Regions from separate parts of the Zea mays genome. Here region 2 is linked to region 1. The links are chromatin contacts, called in public Hi-C maps. All regions are on one chromosome and are shown on one strand. Each heading gives the region's core, a stretch centred on a gene start, on an enhancer-like site or on the middle of the called end of the contact. The rest is flanking DNA. Distances are from core to core; before and after follow the strand shown. Region 1 holds the start of LOC103637299. Region 2 holds the start of LOC103635944 (APETALA2-like protein 1).

Region 1 (4,627 bases), core at 642-3,141:
TCTGAGCAGCGTACGTGCCGACATGCACGGAGTTCTGCAATGGATCCTCTCCTCTCTGTAAGACGGATGGGGTAATACAATGTTCATATAATTTGATTTGACTTTAATCTGTAGCCGCCGCTTCTATAAAATATTTTATTTTTATAAATTATAATTGCAGCAGTCGGAACACCGATTTTAATCTGAAGCCAACAACGAGTGACGATAGGCATCGTATTATAAAGATATTGACCCATGGCTGAAAAGTTGAGCAAGCAGACAGTGCACCTGTCATATGATGATGTTTATATTCAAAGCCAGTTCAAGGGGCGTTTGCTCTGTCAGTGATCGGTCCATGCATGTGTCTGCTGATTTCTTGGGCTTCAGTTGTTTCATTTTCACATAATATCTTAACGTGTCATCTCTAAACATCTTTTCCTCTAAGTCAGTCTAAGTGCACATGTGAAATTATGATTACCTTTTTAATAATCTGTTTTTTTAAAAAAAAATCATATACAACATCTTGTTTACCACCGGTGGTGGATGATTTGAAAAATAATAGAAAAAAATAACGCTAGAAGGAGGGCTTGAACCTCCGACCTTGTGGTTAACAGCCACACGCTCTAACCAACTGAGCTATTCCAGCTAATATGATTCATTTCTTCTCTTGATTTTTGTAACCTTTTTTGGACAAAGGCGAGTAGTAAAAACATCAAGACTAGAAACATGGAAGGAACAGCATATATATATATATACACACGGGATTCCAGTTGAATGGATCATAGATTCTTCGTAGTGTAAGGTACAGAATAGGCAGCTGCTCCTCAACACAAGGTCCATTGAAGTATATACCAGCCAAAGACGATCATGCTTCCAGCTAGTTTTGTCTACCTGTTCCTCCACAGCGGGCTAGTTCCTGGAGCTGGAGCTTGGCCTTCTTCAGCTCATCTTGCACCTGGCTGACCTCGGACTCCAGTTCAGAGAGGCCTAGCTAGCTACTTACTTCGGGGGGGGGGGGGGGAACAGACCGTAAATTAATTATGTTTAACTCTTAAAAAGACTTCTGCTTTTTTATGAGGTGGAAATACAGGAACCCCAAATGTTTATAACTCCTAAAAAAGACGGCCAATCTGGCGACTCTTCTTTGAAGAGGTTCAAGTCGGAATGAATTCCATTGTCCAATCCAATGCCGACAAACATTCAGTTACTGTACAAGACATTTAGAATGTTTGTCGGCAGTGGCTAGAACTAGAAGCATGCAGTTTTGTGTGAAAAAACAGGACTCGGTTCGTTTATTAATGAAATGAGATGTCTAAAGAACTAATAAAACAGGTTGGATTGGATGAAGACACAAAGATCGACAAGCAAAACGATTCAAGTCCATGCGTGTTTACATCTCAATATAGTACTTGCATAAATCACGGCTCGAGAGAAGATGATAATGTTGGAGAAGAATGTGACAAGAACCGATCGAGGTGCACCAGTCAACAATGCTTGCTGAAACATGAAGCCATCGAGCTAAGACAAAGATGCTGCTGCTGCTGCTCTCTCTCTCTCTCTCTCAAGTCTGAACGAAACAGCTAGCCAGTCACCTGAACCGTGATGGTGAAAATTACACGAAATTACGATCGACAGAGCAGACAGGGGAAAAAACAGTGCTGCTCCATCGTTTTGCATTTGCTTCTCTTTCCATGACTACCTGCAGGCTGCAGTCCCGGCCGGCCCTGGCCCTGGCCCTCTACTACTCGCAGCTCCATGCATCGCACGCATGACGACAAATGGTTTCGCTCCCGCCGCCGTACGTACTGTACAGTGTACACCAACATGGTAATGAGAGGAGGCAGACAGATGCTCCTGCAACCTGCACAAGGATCAGTAACTGCCTCTCTGGAACGGAAGAGCAGAACAAGGAGACAGAAAAAGAAGATGAAAGCACTCTCTGGACACCATCACGGCAGACGTGAGAGACAGAGCTCATGTAGTTCATGCAAGAACCCCCCTTGCCTGCCTACCCACGATCACCCACATTCCGCTCCACGCCTCCACCCACCTTCTCCTGATCTCCTCCTGTCTTCTTCTTGCTGCCTGCCGCGCCTCCCTCCCAAAAACCCTCAACCAAAACCCCACCGCTGGCTTCCACCGCCACCCGTCGCGACGTTGCCTCACCCTGGACGCCCGCCCGCACCGCGCCAGCCCCGCCGCTCCTCGGTAAGCGCCTCGATCGCCGCCGCCCTCCACCGTCCGTACGTTAGTTTCCTACTTCTCTCCATGCGTCGTGTACGTCCCAACTCCCAAGGACACTCCACTACTCCCTCGCACTGATCGGCTCCTTCCGTTTCGCTCTCCCTTCCTTTCTTTCCAGGCGTGTCCCGCTACATGGCGTCGCCGCCGCTTCCCGGAAAGGACGCTGCTTTCGGGTCCGGGACCACGGTGCGGCGCCCGGGGAGGCTGCGCGTCATGCACCCGCACGTGGCGGAGCTTCTCCGAAGCCCGCGCCGGCACGCGCGTCCGGCAGCGGCGCCGCAGGCGAAGGCGCAGGCGCCGGTCCCCGAGCGCGCGAGGTACGCGTGCGCGTTCGAGGACGGCGGCGGCGTCGCGGCCCCCGGCCGCCTCGTGTGGGCCAAGGTCAGGAACCACCCGTGGTGGCCAGGGCAGGTGTTCGACGCGGCGGATGCGTCGGCGGTTGCGCGGGCGCGGCGCAGGCTGCGCCGCGCCGTCCTCGTCGCGTACTTCTGGGACAGGACCTTCGCGTGGACCGACGCCGCGGCGCTGCTCCCGCTCCGCGCCGGCTTCCCGCGCCTCGCCGCCGTGGCCCCCGTCGCCGCCGCCGTCGACGCCGCGCTGGCCGAGGTCGCGCGCCGCGTGCTCGCCGGCCTCTCGTGCTGCTGCGGAGGCGGCGGGGACAACGAGGCCACCGCCAGCACGCAGGCGATCGACAACGCCGGCGTCCGTGCCGGCGCGCCCGGGGCGGCGGTGGACGCGGCCTTCGCCAGGCGCGCGCTCCAGGCCGAGGCCCTCCTCGGGTACCTCTCCGCGCTGGCCACCAGCCCGCGGGCCGGGGGCGACAGAGTGGACCTCGCCGTCGCCGCGGCGCAGCTCGGGGCGCTCGGCCGGTGGAAGGGCTCGGCGAGGGGCCTTCCCGAGTACACGGTCGTCCACGGCATCGATGATGCCGTCGTCGCCGCCCCTGGGAGAGCCAAAGCCAAGCGGAGGAGGCCGCCGTCGACCGGAGTTGATGGTCCTGCTCCTGCCAAAAGGAGGGTGAGCAGGAACACTCACATCGCTGCGACAAAAGGGAATGCAGCCTGTGACACCGGCGACTACGAAGCGCTGGAGCTGGAGGATCTCCCGCTGGGCACACCGGCCCAGCAGACGCCCACGCCCACGAGGATCGGGAAGCTCATGAGCCGTGCCGCGCAGAACATGTCGCTCTCGCCGGTGGTCCTCAGGGTCAGGGCCACGGCGGCCAACGGCAGCAACTGCGCTCCTCCACCTCCGACGGCTGTACTGCCAGCGCCACACATGGTAAGGTGCGCGGTAGTGGCAGCACACGAGCAGCTTCCTCCGACGCGCAAGGACGACAGTGGTGACCACGAAGCCTGGGCTGGGGCCGGGCTCGTGCTCAACTTCAGCAGCGCACACGCCGTGCCTTCCGCACGTCACCTGGCCACGGCCTTTAGCCGGTTCGGGCCTGTCAAGGAGGTCCGGGTAGACAACACTACAGTGGTCTTCGACAGTGATGCGCATGCTGATGAGGCGTTCTCGGGCGCCGCCGAGATCGGCTCCATCAGCGCGTCCCTCGTCAGCTTCCGTGTCACTTCTTCGCTTCCTGCCGCACCAGATGATCCTGCTGCACAACCTCAGACTCAGAGCATGCCGTCGGACACCTCGCCTGTTGAAGCGCTTAGGTAGCTCATTCGGCCGTTTATATATGAGAATGCAGCTTCTCATCATCTGTTCATGTACTCTTGTGTTTACTTTGGCTAGTAATAACAAATTAGATCATGTTTTTTCTTCAGATGATGGTGACCAGGAGGCAGGGAAGAGGTCGCTCGTTCGTTCATCCTATTCGTCCATGCATCTCGAACTTTTGGGTTGGGTTGCCACTTGCCAGGGAGATGGTAGTTCGTGAGAGGAGTTTTTTTTTTATCAAAGCTGAACTTGGGTTGGCTTTATAATATGCACTAGCAGTATATCCTTTTTGGCTGTCGTCTACACGGTGACATTTGAATTTATATATGCAGCAGACGGTGCAAAAACATCCCAAGTGGTGATGTTTTATGCTTTTTTACTTGAATGTTTTGGTTTCTTAGTGGTTTTTGATGCCAGCAGATCATTCTGTTAGCTAGAAGGAATATCTGTTCAAAATGCAACCTTTATTTCAGGCGCCCGGAACCTAGCAGAGTTCGCATGTTTGAGCTTCTTTCTCATTACCTCCTGCATGCGACCAAGAAACGGATATATATATATATACCAACGATGAAAACCAAACAGATTAATTACTGAACTGATGTGATCTTTCGAGGAAGCTTGATATATAAACTGCTGGCAGGTAATTGACACTTGGCAATTCGTATATTCATCAAAAGAACAGGCCTGTGCCCAGTGGTATAGTTTTGCTATACTAACAAACCTTGCGTGCGACAGT
Region 2 (4,627 bases), core at 1,436-3,935, 140 kb after region 1:
GCGATTTTATCATGTGGTTCAGCCAAGTAACACTTGCCTACTTCCACGTTGTGGCGTCTCAATGGACGAGGGTTGCACTCAATCCCTTTCAAGTGATCTGATGATCAACTTGAATACCACGGTCTTTTCCTTTAGAGTATCTTCCCGATTGCGAGAAATCTCCACAGTTTGGAGTCTCTCGCCCTTACAATTAGGATCACAAAGAAAGCACGGAGTAAGGTTGGGAGAAGCAACGCACACACAACACAATTTCGCAGCACACACACGCACACAAGCCAAGACTTGAGCTCGAAAAGTAGCACAGAGAGTTCACAACTCGAACGGAGCTCAAATCACTAACACAATCGATCAAATGCGAGGAGGCGGAGTGTGGGAGTCTTAGAATGCTTAGTGGATGCTTAGATGTTTCCTCCATGCGCCTAGAGGTCCCTTTTATAGCCCCAAGACACCTAAGAGCCGTTGGAGATCAACATGGAATGCTATCCTTGCCTTCTGTCGAGTGGCGCACCGGACAGGTCCTGTAGATTGTTCGGTGCGCGATCTCCTTCCAAATTTGGCATATCCGACCGTTGCTCCTCTGGGCTGATTGGCGCACCGGACACAGTCCGGTGCACACCGGACAGTCCGGTGCACCAGCTGACCGTTGGAGCAGTCCACGTGTCGCGCGAAGATTGCGTGGCCGACCGTTGCTCAGGCGACCGTTGGCTCACCGGACAGTCCGGTGCACCACCGGACAGTCCGGTGAATTATAGTCGTACGCCGCCGTCGAAACCCGAGAGCGGCGAGTTCACAGTGGACCAGCCTGGCGCACCGGACACTGTCCGGTGCACCATTGGACATTGTCCGGTGCACCACCGGACAGTCCCGTGTGCGAGACCGAGCACAAGATTGGCTGCACAGAGCCAAGCTTTTCCCTTTTTCTCCCTTCTTTTTTAGTCACTGTTTCTAGCACTTGGATAACCATGTTAGTACATAAAACAATTCACCAAGTCTAGAAACATACCTTTTGCCTTGATTTTCACTTCTCACTTTATTTGGCACATAAGAACTTAATTAAACGTGTTGGGCACTTAATCACCAAAACATTATAGAAATGGCCCAAAGGCACATTTCCCTTTCAGTAATAAGTTAATACCTCTTTATATCATTATTTGAACACTGTGCAATGATGTTCATTTATGTAATCGTTGTGTACGTCAGTTCTAATTCTAGCACGTACATGGTTCACATCCAATTTGTCTTCTAAAAACGAATGTGACATAATGTCATATGTATGTGATAATGCTTTTTGTTGGGGTCCTTCGTCTTTCAAAGGTCCTCAAAAACACATTTAACCATTGGTTGTTAGCACATCCTTAAGTGTTGCAGGAGCTTTGGTATTGAATACCTTCGGAGCAGGACATGGAGGAAGACGAAGATGTTAGCTTCGTCATAACAACACAAGGAAACGAAGGCAGAAGTGGAACAAGGCCGGGATATGGTGTTTTCAAGACTCTGTATCCAAAGCAAAAAAGACAGAAAGACGATACTGCCCTTACATAATTTGTAAACTATGTGAACAAGTTTTATGGACATGTTTGTAACTTTACACGAAATTGTACCACCACACTATAAATAGATAAATAGTGCCCTGCATGAGGCGCCTCTTGGGAACAATGAGGAACAACTCTGTATAATCCTTTTTCTTCTAAGTACCTTCGGGTTTTCTCCTCATCAAAAAGCCGAAGGTACTATTGTAAATTCGTTTCATATAAAGAAAGAAATCCCAAGTTGTTTGAGATAAGTAATCTTATCTAGCTTTGTTATAGCCATGTGTGTAATCTTTATCTTTATCCTCTGACAATCCTATATATTATATATAATAACCTTCGTACTTTACTTGGATGTCCCGAAGGACAAACTCTTTAAGTACGAAGGATAACATCTTTTTTAATAATGTGTTGCCTTGTTTTTTATTGTGTACAACAATTAAAAACGAGTGACCAACATTTTCATGTCAGGGTATGGGGACCCATTGGAGACTCGATATCCAAATGAGGATGAGTATATGATGAATCCTATACCTATGATGAGTATAAGTATGAGAATCAGGATGAGTATAACTTCATCAGAATAGGTGCGGGGGCGTCCTTGTGGGCGTGCCTACCGTGCGATCGCACAAGGCCTCCAAAACCATAGGGCCCCAAAATTTATAACAATCTTTATATACAATATAAATAAAAAATATTATTTTATATAAAATATTTACCAACATATAGCATAGAATCGTAAAAGCGTTGAAATCGATCTGTTCTTATTGTTATTCAAACTATTTACCTCCAGCACATTGTAGTCATTAGATAAAAAAGATTGAGATCTTATTGTCACTATCTTAAGAAGACACAGTTAAAAGAGGTAGACAATATGTCAATATGCTTTGATGCAAGTGACCAATTCGTGACGTTGAGTTTCCTCTAAGATTTTGTTTAAAAAATTGCTATGTTGACATTCTAAATTTTATAAAGCAGAGGAGCAAAACTGAGTAAAATCGCATTTAATGATAAAAATGTGGAAAGTGACAAAACTAAGAATACAATTTTAAATAGTCCAATATTTTTTTACTATCTTTTGCACAGGGCCTCTCAACTTGGGAGGACGCTTCTGGGTGTGGGTTTACAAATTCGATGAAAAATTCCCCATTGACAAACGATAGGAGGATATTTTTCTCCCAGCACAAAATAGCATAGCCATAAGGCAACAAGGCATGGCAAAGGATCGTATCATCGTCATCCGAGACCCATTGCTTTCTCTCTCTCTCCTCGTGCTTTCATTACTGGGGTGGGGGTGGAGTGGACCAGTGGAGTGGAGAAATGACAAATCCAGGCCCGCAGGCAGCCCCACCCACCAAATCGGCCGAGCAGGGTGCCCAAATCAGGAAGGATTTTAAGGTTAACCGGCTGCCACCGCCCACCGCCGGTGACCCCAGTCTCTCTTCTATCTATATATTACCCGCCTCCTTTTCTCCTCTCTCTCCGCCCCACCCTCCTTCCTCAGCTCCGTTGCGCACCGCCACCGCCGGCCGGCCAGCCGCCGGAGCACCGAAAGACCCCCGTTCTTTCCTGTAAAAAAAAACCCGCCGCCTTTAGCTAGCTAACCGGTCGTCCTCTTCACCCCCTAGCTTTGCTAGCTCTAGCTAGGAACGAAAGAAATTAAAGGATAACTGAGATTGCTGATTGGTGGTCCGGGTACGGTGTTCTTGAGTCGTGAAGCGACAGTACAGTGGCTAGGGTCGTGCCGCCCCTGCAGTCTCCGGGGTTGCGTGCAGGATGGTCGTCAGGGATCGGGAGTGAGGAGGCATCAGCTCTCGCGGTCGTGGAGCCTAAATGTACCGCAACAACGACTCGGCACTCTCCTGCTTCTACCTCTTCCTCCTCTGGTTCTTCTTCTTGAAGTAGACACCACCAGTTCGCCAGGTAGTTAGCAGCCCAGTTGCGACTGGGGATCGGTGGCGGGCTGCCGCTTGCGAGTTGTAAGCTTGGAGGGGAGGGGAGCAGGAGCAGGAGATGCAGTTGGATCTGAACGTGGCCGAGGCGCCGCCGCCGGTGGAGATGGAGGCGAGCGACTCGGGGTCGTCGGTGCTGAACGCGTCGGAAGCGGCGTCGGCGGGCGGCGCGCCCGCGCCGGCGGAGGAGGGATCTAGCTCAACGCCGGCCGTGCTGGAGTTCAGCATCCTCATCCGGAGCGATAGCGACGCGGCCGGCGCGGACGAGGACGAGGACGCCACGCCATCGCCTCCTCCTCGCCACCGCCACCAGCACCAGCAGCAGCTCGTGACCCGCGAGCTGTTCCCGGCCGGCGCCGGTCCGCCGGCCCCGACGCCGCGGCATTGGGCCGAGCTCGGCTTCTTCCGCGCCGACCTGCAGCAGCAACAGGCGCCGGGCCCCAGGATCGTGCCGCACCCACACGCCGCGCCGCCGCCGGCCAAGAAGAGCCGCCGCGGCCCGCGCTCCCGCAGCTCGCAGTACCGCGGCGTCACCTTCTACCGCCGCACAGGCCGCTGGGAGTCCCACATCTGGTCAGTACTACCACTGTCTACAACTAGCCACACCACACCGATTGCTTCCGACTCTCATTAATTTCTGACACAAACTCTCCGTCTTCCTCCTCTTCTCCCGCGACGCAGGGATTGCGGCAAGCAGGTGTACCTAGGTGAGCAAGAGCAGATCTCTTTTGCGTTCCCAAAGATTTTTCCCCTTTTAGTTCCTTATCCCATCCCATCTCGAATGGCCTAGCTAACCGATTCAGTGGTGGTCCGGCTGCTGGCCGATATACGCAGGTGGATTCGACACCGCTCACGCCGCTGCAAGGCACGCACTGGACTGGACGCCCAGAATTCTTCGTCATGTGAGTCTCTGACCGAATTGATTGATTAACGAGTCTCTGGCTCCTGGAACTCGCAGGGCGTACGACCGGGCGGCGATCAAGTTCCGCGGCGTCGACGCCGACATCAACTTCAACCTCAGCGACTACGAGGACGACATGAAGCAGATGGGGAGCCTGTCCAAGGAGGAGTTCGTGCACGTCCTGCGCCGTCAGAGCACCGGCTTCTCGAGAGGCAGCTCCAGGTACAGAGGCGTCACCCTGCACA

Evidence for each region. A called contact is a pair of places that touch in the nucleus more often than the background predicts.
Region 2: a contact with region 1 is called in a Hi-C map of leaf, with 5 times the contacts expected there. The contact joins the promoter of LOC103635944 here to the promoter of LOC103637299 in region 1. A contact is called at or near these places in 7 of 25 Hi-C or Micro-C datasets (bundle sheath, ear, endosperm and 1 more).

What each region holds. Positions count from the first base shown.
Region 1 is chr8:135,515,599-135,520,225 of Zm-B73-REFERENCE-NAM-5.0, forward strand. LOC103637299 reads left to right here and starts at 1,892. Exons shown (of 3, transcript XM_020543123.3): 1 at 1,892-2,187; 2 at 2,342-3,887; 3 at 3,999-4,369. The coding sequence starts at 2,356. The coding sequence ends at 4,002. It overlaps TRNAN-GUU (transfer RNA asparagine (anticodon GUU)), which reads right to left and starts at 625; the gene lies at 552-625.
Region 2 is chr8:135,651,080-135,655,706 of Zm-B73-REFERENCE-NAM-5.0, forward strand. It overlaps LOC103635944 (APETALA2-like protein 1), which reads left to right and starts at 2,686. Exons shown (of 8, transcript XM_008658315.4): 1 at 2,686-4,054; 2 at 4,163-4,188; 3 at 4,316-4,346; 4 at 4,440-4,627. The coding sequence starts at 3,543.